Regions from separate parts of the Mus musculus genome. Here all the other regions are linked to region 1. A link is a contact called in public HiChIP or PLAC-seq and promoter capture Hi-C data. All regions are on one chromosome and are shown on one strand. The core of a region is the stretch at or near the end of the contact, and the rest is flanking DNA. Distances in the headings are between cores, read along the strand shown.

The links. HiChIP or PLAC-seq counts read pairs in DNA pulled down with a chosen protein or histone mark. Capture Hi-C pulls out chosen DNA fragments and counts their contacts.
Region 2: a contact with region 1 is called in an HNF4G HiChIP or PLAC-seq map of pancreatic cancer cells. The contact joins the enhancer-like site here to the promoter of Anxa6 in region 1. A contact is called at or near these places in 1 of 15 datasets of contacts at CTCF or cohesin (CD8 T cells), 4 of 484 Hi-C or Micro-C datasets (the Ba/F3 cell line, Th2 cells, bone marrow-derived macrophages and 1 more) and 2 of 115 datasets of contacts at active chromatin or transcription factors (bone marrow-derived dendritic cells and pancreatic cancer cells).
Region 3: a contact with region 1 is called in a promoter capture Hi-C map of adipose tissue. The contact joins the promoter of Gpx3 here to the promoter of Anxa6 in region 1. A contact is called at or near these places in 3 of 39 promoter capture datasets (hematopoietic stem and progenitor cells and liver), 6 of 484 Hi-C or Micro-C datasets (the G1E-ER4 cell line, extraembryonic ectoderm, liver and 2 more), 6 of 115 datasets of contacts at active chromatin or transcription factors (Th17 cells, bone marrow-derived macrophages, effector CD8 T cells and 2 more) and 5 of 9 other capture datasets (adipose tissue, embryonic stem cells, liver and 2 more).

The regions. Positions count from the first base shown.
Region 1 is chr11:55,032,020-55,034,840 of GRCm38.p6, forward strand. It overlaps Anxa6 (annexin A6), which reads right to left and starts at 1,452. Exons shown (of 26, transcript NM_013472.5): 1 at 1,340-1,452.
Region 2 is chr11:55,235,707-55,238,527 of GRCm38.p6, forward strand. It overlaps Slc36a1 (solute carrier family 36 (proton/amino acid symporter), member 1), which reads left to right. Exons shown (of 11, transcript NM_153139.4): 11 at 1-624. Among named protein-coding and RNA genes, the nearest start is that of Slc36a1, 33 kb to the left of the region's middle. Within about 2 kb of position 1,360, at least 11 of the 459 cell types and tissues checked have an H3K27ac peak or open chromatin away from gene starts, as enhancers often do. A contact at or near this core is called in bone marrow-derived macrophages and pancreatic cancer cells, where this site is marked.
Region 3 is chr11:54,901,507-54,904,327 of GRCm38.p6, forward strand. Gpx3 (glutathione peroxidase 3) reads left to right here and starts at 1,348. Exons shown (of 5, transcript NM_008161.4): 1 at 1,348-1,546. The coding sequence starts at 1,460.

The DNA of each region.
Region 1 (2,821 bases), core at 202-2,701:
ATCCCCTGGCCAGAAACAGCAAATAGGTTCAGTATCCCAGCAGAGAGAGGCTCACAAACAAAGGACAGGAAGTAAAGGGACATGGTGAGCGACAGTCACAGCTGCAAGGGGATGAAGGCCTTCTCCTTCCCTCCATGCCCAGCCACACCCCACTCCCAAATCTGAGAACAGTTGAATTGGCGGGGGGGGGGGGGGGGGGGGGGCACCGGAAGTGGCGGCCACCTCAGCAGACCACTATGGGGAACAAGGGCCCAGAGAGAAAAGAAGTCCTTCCAAGTGTCCCAGGCAAGCTGCAACTCATGGATATGGGAGAGGATTGCCCAGGGTCTTCCTGCAGGGCTTAGGGCCTGCAGCCAGAACATCAGGGCATACAGGGGCTGAAATAGTTCCCGGGGGATAAGAAAGGCTGGAGAGTCAAGCTATTCTGTCGGAGAGGTGGGCTCAGCAGCTTCAAGATGTGATCTGGCCAGGTGAGGTGAAATGGAGGGCAGATTCTAAGGGAACACCAGGATCCCCTACAAATCCTGGAGCCATATGCCCAAATTTGGAAGTGTCTAGTAAGACCCACCAGAGTTTAGACAAAAGGGGGTGGGGCGGGAGTGGGGCGGGGGTGGGGGGAAGCAGAAGCCAGATTCTCTCTAAAGGAGAGTTTCATCGACCACACCTGTACTCAAGATTCCCCAACCAGCAGCCAAATCAAACCCACTTTCATAGGACTGAAAGCGGGGGTTATCAACACTTGTGAGATGGGGGCTCAGAGAGGGAAAGGCGGCTGGCTCAAGGCCACACTGCAAGTTGGTGGTGGGATCTGGATTCGAGGTCAGTAGGAAGCATCTAACTAAGACCCTGAAAAACTGGGAAGGAGCCGGGTTGGCTTAGGAGAAGCAAAATTCAGAGTGGGACCTCTGCATCTTGCTAAGAGCCTCTGCGGCTCCCGGAAAGGTGAGCATCTCCGGAAAGACAGCAGGTCCTTCCTCTGACCCGCATCAGGGAGCCTTTCTCCCGGACCACACCACGAACCGTCTGGTGCTCAGCAGACTGTTCAATTCCTCAAGCTCTCCAAGTTGAGTAACTCACAGCCTCCCGCGAGGGTCACCAAGTTTTTCCACTACTTTAGACAATTAGGCTCCTGGGTCTTGGACCACACCCTCGGCGGGGCCGGGCGGGGGGCACCAGCTCCCCTCCCCCCTCAGGGTGCTGTCAACCAGCGCCAGCACTTTGGGTTCCCTCCCGGGACACACCCAGCCGCGACACCCCGGGGTGACCGCACACCAGCATGGACCCGACCAGGTCCCTTCAGTCCTGGACCCCGTGTCCCGCAGCGACTCTGCACACTCACCGCGCTAGGGAGGCCTCAGATCAGGGCGTATGGACAGACGCAGCTCGAAGCCCGTTAGCCTAGCAGCAGCCGCAGCGCAGGCTGGGCGCACGGTGGAGGGGGACACGTGGCGCGCAGGGGCCAATCGGATTCGCTCGCTGCCCGCCCCGCCCTGTCCAGCCCCACCCCGAGTGCTTCTTTTTTGGAGTTTGGGTGTCACCGGCTGCAGGGGAAGGGCATGGGGGAGGGCGCCCTCGGGGGAAACCTGCCACCTCTTACCTGGGTCGTTTCTGACCCCAGCCCTGACGTCACCTCCAGAGGGTAGGGGATTTGGCAAAGGTCACGCTGCCACCCAGAAATAGAAGTCAAATTAATGTCCTGTTCTGGACACATTCTCCAACATTCCTGCTACTCACCAAAGCTTTGTTGAGAAATTTGAAGCTTGCCAAAATTGAAGTTGAGACCTTACCTGACTGATCAGATTTCACGCCTTCCTGCCCTATCGGGTCACAGGCGTAGTCACCTACTTTGCAAGGAAGGAAAGACCAGAGAAGACCGCGCCTCGCCCAGGGTCACTCAGCTTGCAGATTGTGGGGTTGGAAATCTAATTTAGATTTGGCCTTGGGGAGTGGGTTCTGGTTGAAGAGGGAGTGATAGGAGGACCAGAAGTTGTCATCCAGGTCTGTGTGGAAAAGCGGTACAACCTCTGGAAAACAGATAGCCCAGCTTTGATAGAGAAATCTCCCTCAACCCCCAACCCCCGCCCCCACCCCGCCCCCACTGCCTGGTGGCCACAGCGGACAGCAGACTTCTGTTTGTTAATAAGTTCCTTGAGTTTCTTTAAAGGGTCATCCTCAGGAGCCAACTAGCTGCCTCAGAAGGCCAAGGTGCTTGCTGCCCTACAGGGGGCTCGCACATATTTTTTGCACTTCAATAAAGAAAATGTAATTTTTAAAAGTTAAAAGTTTAAAAAATATTATCTCCAGAATCTGTCACTCGTTCAGAGAGTAGTAAGCATCTTCCAAGATCTAGTTGGAAAATTGTCCTCCGTTTGTTTGTTGCTTGTTTGTTTTTCATTTCACCCAAAGAACACTTACTGAACCTCTGGTGCAAGCTAGAGCAAACTGAACAGGTGAGCTCTGCTGCCCAGCCCCACCCTTGGGACCTGCCAATAGACAGAGGTTTAGATTTCTCTATGGGAAGCCTGGGGCTAAGGTGGAGGAAGCACTTGGGGCAAAGCAAGTGGGGCAGTGTCACCTTCAGAACGAGAATGATGCCATTACAACTTTTGAGAGGAGCAGATTATCAGCAGAGCCTGCATCCCAGCACTGAGAGGCTGGAGCAGGAGGATCCGGAATTCAAGGTCATCACTGGCATCAAGGCCAGCCTGGGCTACACGAGACTGTCTCAGAAAACATGCAATAATAATGGTCTGGGGGTTGTGGCTCAGTTTGTAGAGTGTTTGGCATGCACGAAGCCCTGGGTTGGATAGCCAGTACCACA
Region 2 (2,821 bases), core at 110-2,609, 200 kb after region 1:
TTTCCAAAGTACATTACAAATCAGATACCATTAGGGGAAAGCGGGCCATGTGGCTCATCTTTGAAACTGTGGTCAATACTTGAAGGCACTTTAGTCCTGCTGGCCGCGCCAGCTTCCGTCTGGCCGGTGTCTTCTTTTTCTGTGTGTCCCGAGCCATTCACTGGTCAGAGACATTAAACCGTGCTCATAAGCAGTTATCAAAAAAAAGCAGCAGAAAATGAGGCTGGAAGGAGCCTGGTGTTTACCCTGTTCTTTGGTTTAAATCAAGCCGATGTTGAAGAAGCTGGAATTTTTTTTTTATGAATAATAAAATCCCACGTCTATATCGTAAAGCTGTCAGTATATGTTGAAATCAAGGAACGAGAGAACTGCCCTACAGAGAGTCTTAACAGCCAGACAGTACCGTGTGCTGGCGCCTACCTGGATGTGCATTGCGTACACGCGTGGGGCATGTCAGAGCTTCAGATGTGCATTGCGAACATGCATGGGTCATGTCATAGCTTCAGATGTGCATTGTGTACATGTGTGGGTCATGTCAGAGCTTCTAGGTCTCATTTGGGTTGCACATATGGATCTTGTGTTAAATTTCCACTTCAATAAATGAATTTTATTTTTTATTTTTGAGAGGTTGCAAACTGTGTCTTTGTTTTCACACTTCAGGGAAAAAAAATCACTGAGTTAGGACAATCTGACAAAGGGACAGGGGTCTGAGAAAGGGAAAGCAACCCTGTTTCCCTAAACCACTTCGATATTCTCCCGAAATCCTGGGTCGCCTTCTGCATATACCAGTGGGTAGTTTTAGGGATCAGCTTGGTTTTTCAGTCAAATATGAGCCTGGGTGTTTGCAAATGTTAACATTTAGAGCAGTTGACAAAGTAAAGATTACCCTTGCTAGTGTGGGTGGCTTCATCACATCCAAAAGTTCTTAAACCGTGGCCTCCCTGAGGAGGAATCCTATCTCCAGACCACAAGACCAGCTTCTCAGCTTCCACACTTGAGTGGAGACCAGCCCTAGGAACTGTACACCTGTCAGCCACAGCTAAGCTAGTTCTCCTTTGAAATTTGTTTCTATATTCTCTCTCTCTCTCTCTCTCTCTCTCTCTCTCTCTCTCACACACACACACACACATACACACACACACAGAGAGAGAGAGAGAGAGAGAGAGAGAGAGAGAGAGAGAAAGAGAGAGAGAGAATTTACCTACATTAACTGAAATGCCTACTGAGTCACCAGGCAGAATAAATAATTAGGTCACAATTGCATGTGTGGCCAACCACTCATGTTCCTTGTCTGGTGCATGACTGTGTGTGCACACATACACTGAGTCAACCCAAGGTCCCAAAGAAAGAGCCAGTCAGTCTTTACAGGCCACCAGCTGGTACAAGGAACCACAACACAGCAGGGGGCACAAGGAACTAGAACACAGCAGGGGTCGGTACCAGAGTTCCTGTGCTTCTCCTGGTACCTGCCTCTTCCCTTTGCTTACAGCCTCAGCCAGGAGGGTGAAGGGAGTGTCAGAAGGATGCGGGGCTTAGAAAACTGAAGGGAGTCAACACTTATTTACATGATCGTCTGCATCAAGGCTCCATTCCTATGTAATGGCTATAATTCAAACCCCAGATCTCCAAGTTCTTCAAGGTAAGCCCTGCTCTGCTGGAGACATGCGTATGACTGACAGTGAGCTGACCGGTATGACTGACAGTGAGCTGACCCGGCTTTCCTAGGTAGGCAGCCTCTTCATTTCTGCCCTTTGCAGATGTGCTTGGAGACCGTGAATCTTGAATGGTACATTTGTCCTAGACCAGCAGCTCTCAGTCTCCTTTCGGAGATGGGAGGTTGAATGACCCTTTCACAAGAGTCCCCCTAAGACCAATGGAACACACACGCATTTACATCATGAATCATAATAGTACCAAAAATACAGTTATGAAGTAGCAACAAAAATAATTTTATGGTTGGGGTCACCACAACACGCAGAACTGTATTAAAGGGTCGCAGCATTAGGACGGTTGAGAACCGCTCTCATAGACCATGGTCTCCCTCATCTTTTTAAATAGATTGAATTCTGATCTACATATAGCAAAATTTGCCTATTTTTCAATGTGCAGCTTGGTGAGACCATATCAATAAAAATGTCGAAGGTTGGGGCTGGAGGAATGGCTCAGTGGTTAAGAGCACTGACTGCTCTTCCAAAGGTCCCGAGTTCAAATTCAGCAACCACATGGTGGCTCACAACCATCCATAATGAGATCTGATGCCCTCTTCTGGTGTGTTGGGAGACAGCTACAGTGTACTTAACATGTAATAAATAAATAAATCTTTAAAAAGAAATGTAGATGGTTGCCTTCTAAAATATATTGTGATAATATGCATATATATGTGTGCAAGTGTGCACACCTAGATGTTGGGTATCCTGCTTACTCCCTGGAGACAAGATTTCTCACTGAACCTGGAGCTAGGCTGGATGTTAGCCAAATCCGGAAATTCTCTAGTCTGCCCCTATGACACAGGCTGTAAGCATGTATGTCCATACCTTAGGTTTTAATGTGGGTTCTGGGTATCTGAACACAGGTCTTCACGCTTGTGCAGAAAACATTCTTACCCACTGAGCCACCTCCCATCTCTCCATTCTACTCTGCCCTTGGCCCTGGAGCAAAGGTGTGCGGATGTGTGGACTACTCAGAGGCTGGCTGCCTTTTCAATGGTAATGGTAGAATCATGTTTTGAGACGTTATGTCAATGACAATCAACAGTTTTCTATATAGCATCTTATTTAAAGGGAAAGAAACTTCTGGCAATAGCTCCTTTGCACATAGAGAC
Region 3 (2,821 bases), core at 98-2,597, 130 kb before region 1:
AACACAATGAGTTTATCCATTTATTTATTATTGTTGTGCTGGAGGTTAGAAGTCAACTCTCAGAAACCAGTTCGTTCCTTCCTTGCACCCTTGGTTCTGGAGATTAAACTCAAGTCATCAGTTGCAAGCCCTTTTATTACACAGCCTTGTGAGGGCTTTTACCTGCTGAGCCATCTCACCAGCCCCACCATAGAGCCAGGCCTTATGAGTGCAGAAAATTTCAAATTCCACGGGTCACATTAACTCCCTGAATCATAGTAAAAGCATGGTACTTCGAGGCATCTCTGAGTCAGGAACTTTTCAGAAGGCCACCTAATCTAGGACTCACACAACCAAGACTGGGGTCAGGGGCCTTCGAATCCCTTCTGCAATGAGTCTGAAGGCAGAGGCTCAACACAGTGGTTCTGATGTGCAGCCCAAGACTGTCCTAACAGCTCTCCAGCCCACTGTGGTAGCAAGGCAGGATGCACCAAACCTCTATTGCAGACCGGATTAAGCCTGGAAGCTCTCAATCTAGAGATGCCTGGCCTGACCTTATATGAAAGCACAAACAAATCTGATGATTTAATGATTGATTCAACAAATATTTAAACACCTGTTGTGTACACTCAAGAGACTCCTGGACTAGGCCTACTGCTTAGAAGCAAATCACATAGTCAGAGCCTGGGAGACCTTAGAGCTCATTAACCAATCCCATCATTATAGTAGAGGAAACTGAGGCTCAGAGAAGGGAAATAATGAGTTTAAGACCACAGAGATAGACACATAATTTTTATGTGCTAATTTAAAAAAAAGGTGGTGGTGGTGTATTTTCTGGTTCCTACTCTCCTGAGCTGTCACCCACAACCTAACCGAGAAGGCTGAATTTAAAATCACGTTCACAGATCCCTCTAGCTTGCTGATGCTGGGGATTGAATAAACCTATGGCCTCATGCGAGCTGGTCAAGTGCTGTACCACTAAGCTACATTCCCAGTTGGCGCAGGGTCTCAGTCTGTAGCTAAGGCTGCAGATTGCACTGAACCTACGCAATCCTCCTGTTTCAGCTTTTTGGATTCTGCGATTACAGGCGTGAGTCTCTACACCTGGCTCACACAGTGCTTATTATTTGCACTAACGGGTTCTATGTTAAGTCCTCGGGGCCCTAGGTTTTCAGAGCTTGGGGAAAAAAGCTGTGTCCTGGGTGTTGTCTAGAACCTTGGCCGCGCCCATCTCCTGTTCTTCCCAGGCAGCCGGGCCCCCTTCTCTTCCTCCTAGGCTTGTGTCACCGTCGCCCCGGTCTGGGGAGAGGAGGAAAAAGGGGCGGGTATGTCTTGCCCTTTAAATCTTAACCGCGTTGCCATTGGCTAGGAAGCCCCCGCCTGGCTGCGGATTGGCCACAGTGGATGGCTTGAAATGTGGCTGAGCGCTTCGGACACCTCAGACGGACGGTGGCCACCCCAAGACGCGCCCCAGCCCGCCATGGCCCGGATCCTCCGGGCATCCTGCCTTCTGTCCCTGCTCCTGGCCGGGTTTGTTCCGCCGGGCCGGGGACAAGAGAAGTCTAAGGTGAGTGAACCTCCGGAGCTCAAGAAGAGTCCATGGCACCCAGGTGTCCACTGCGCGACTGGGAGAGCCACTGCTTCCCCAGAGGCACCGAGAGCCTCACTTGTAACCCTCGGTCTCTGCGCTCTTCCAACACAGACCCGCGTGCTTCAGAGGGCAGTACTAACCCAGGAGGGCAGTCTTTCCCGAGTTTATACATTTTCTTCCACTGTCATCTTGGGGTCGCTGGTGGCCACAATCCTGAAAAAAAATTGCCGGGGAAGAGGGTGGGCCGATGGTTTCTTCACTCATCCCAGGGCGCTGGAGGCAGAGATCTGTGACAGGAAGAATTTTTATTTGGGGGCGCATCCCTTTCTGGGCCTCAGTTTCTCCATCAGCAGGGCGTAGCTGGAGAGGATGGCTGGAAGGCTATGGAACCCTGCAGTTGCTTTCCCTATTCACAGTTCACTGGCCTGCCATGCATGGAGCAGACACTGTAGCTAGAGAAGCCAACCCAGGCCAGGAAGTCTTCTGGAGCTTCATCTCTCCTAGTCTAGCTGTGGTACCCTGAACTGGAATAGAAATGGCGAGCCTGAGGGCAGATGCCCCGGCATGCTTATCTTCTTGGTCAGGCCTGTGCTGGGTGGGCTCTGTAGGCCTCTCCTCTTCCCTAGGGTGAGAATGCAGAAAGCATGAACCCAAAGAAAGAGACTGTGGTCCCCAACTTCACACACACCATGCACACCATGCACCCCTGCACACTTGCATGCGTGGGCACAAAACTGGGTAGGCTCTAGCTTTGAGTTTCTAAAATCCTCAGGGTCTTCCTTCTAAGATCTTGTATGTCCGAGAGAGAGAGAGAGAGAGAGAGAGAGAGAGAGAGATTGATTAGGGGGTGTGGTGTGGAGATGGGGTGGGGGTGGACGGGGGCACTAGCCCTGTGCCTTTAGTGTGGGAACTGCTTGGGTTGGGGGTTGAATCCTGTCCTGAGGAGGCTGCAGGAAAGCACACTGGCCTTGTGCTGTCCATAGAATGAAGGAGAGATGGGTGAGTTCAGAGGGAAGAGAGAGAGCAGTCTAGAAAAGTCTTAGGGTGTGGTGTTATCTTATCTCATAACTAGCTGAAGCTTCTGGCTCCTCACAGCCCAGGCATGCCCATCTGAGCTCCCAGGTCCTTGGAGTTAACACATTACAGCTCTGGCTTCTGGGATTCAACTGCTTGCCTGGATCCAACTTCAGAACAAGGGAACAGGGAGGGGACGTGTGCAGACCCAGTGTGATAAAGCCACTGAAAGATGTC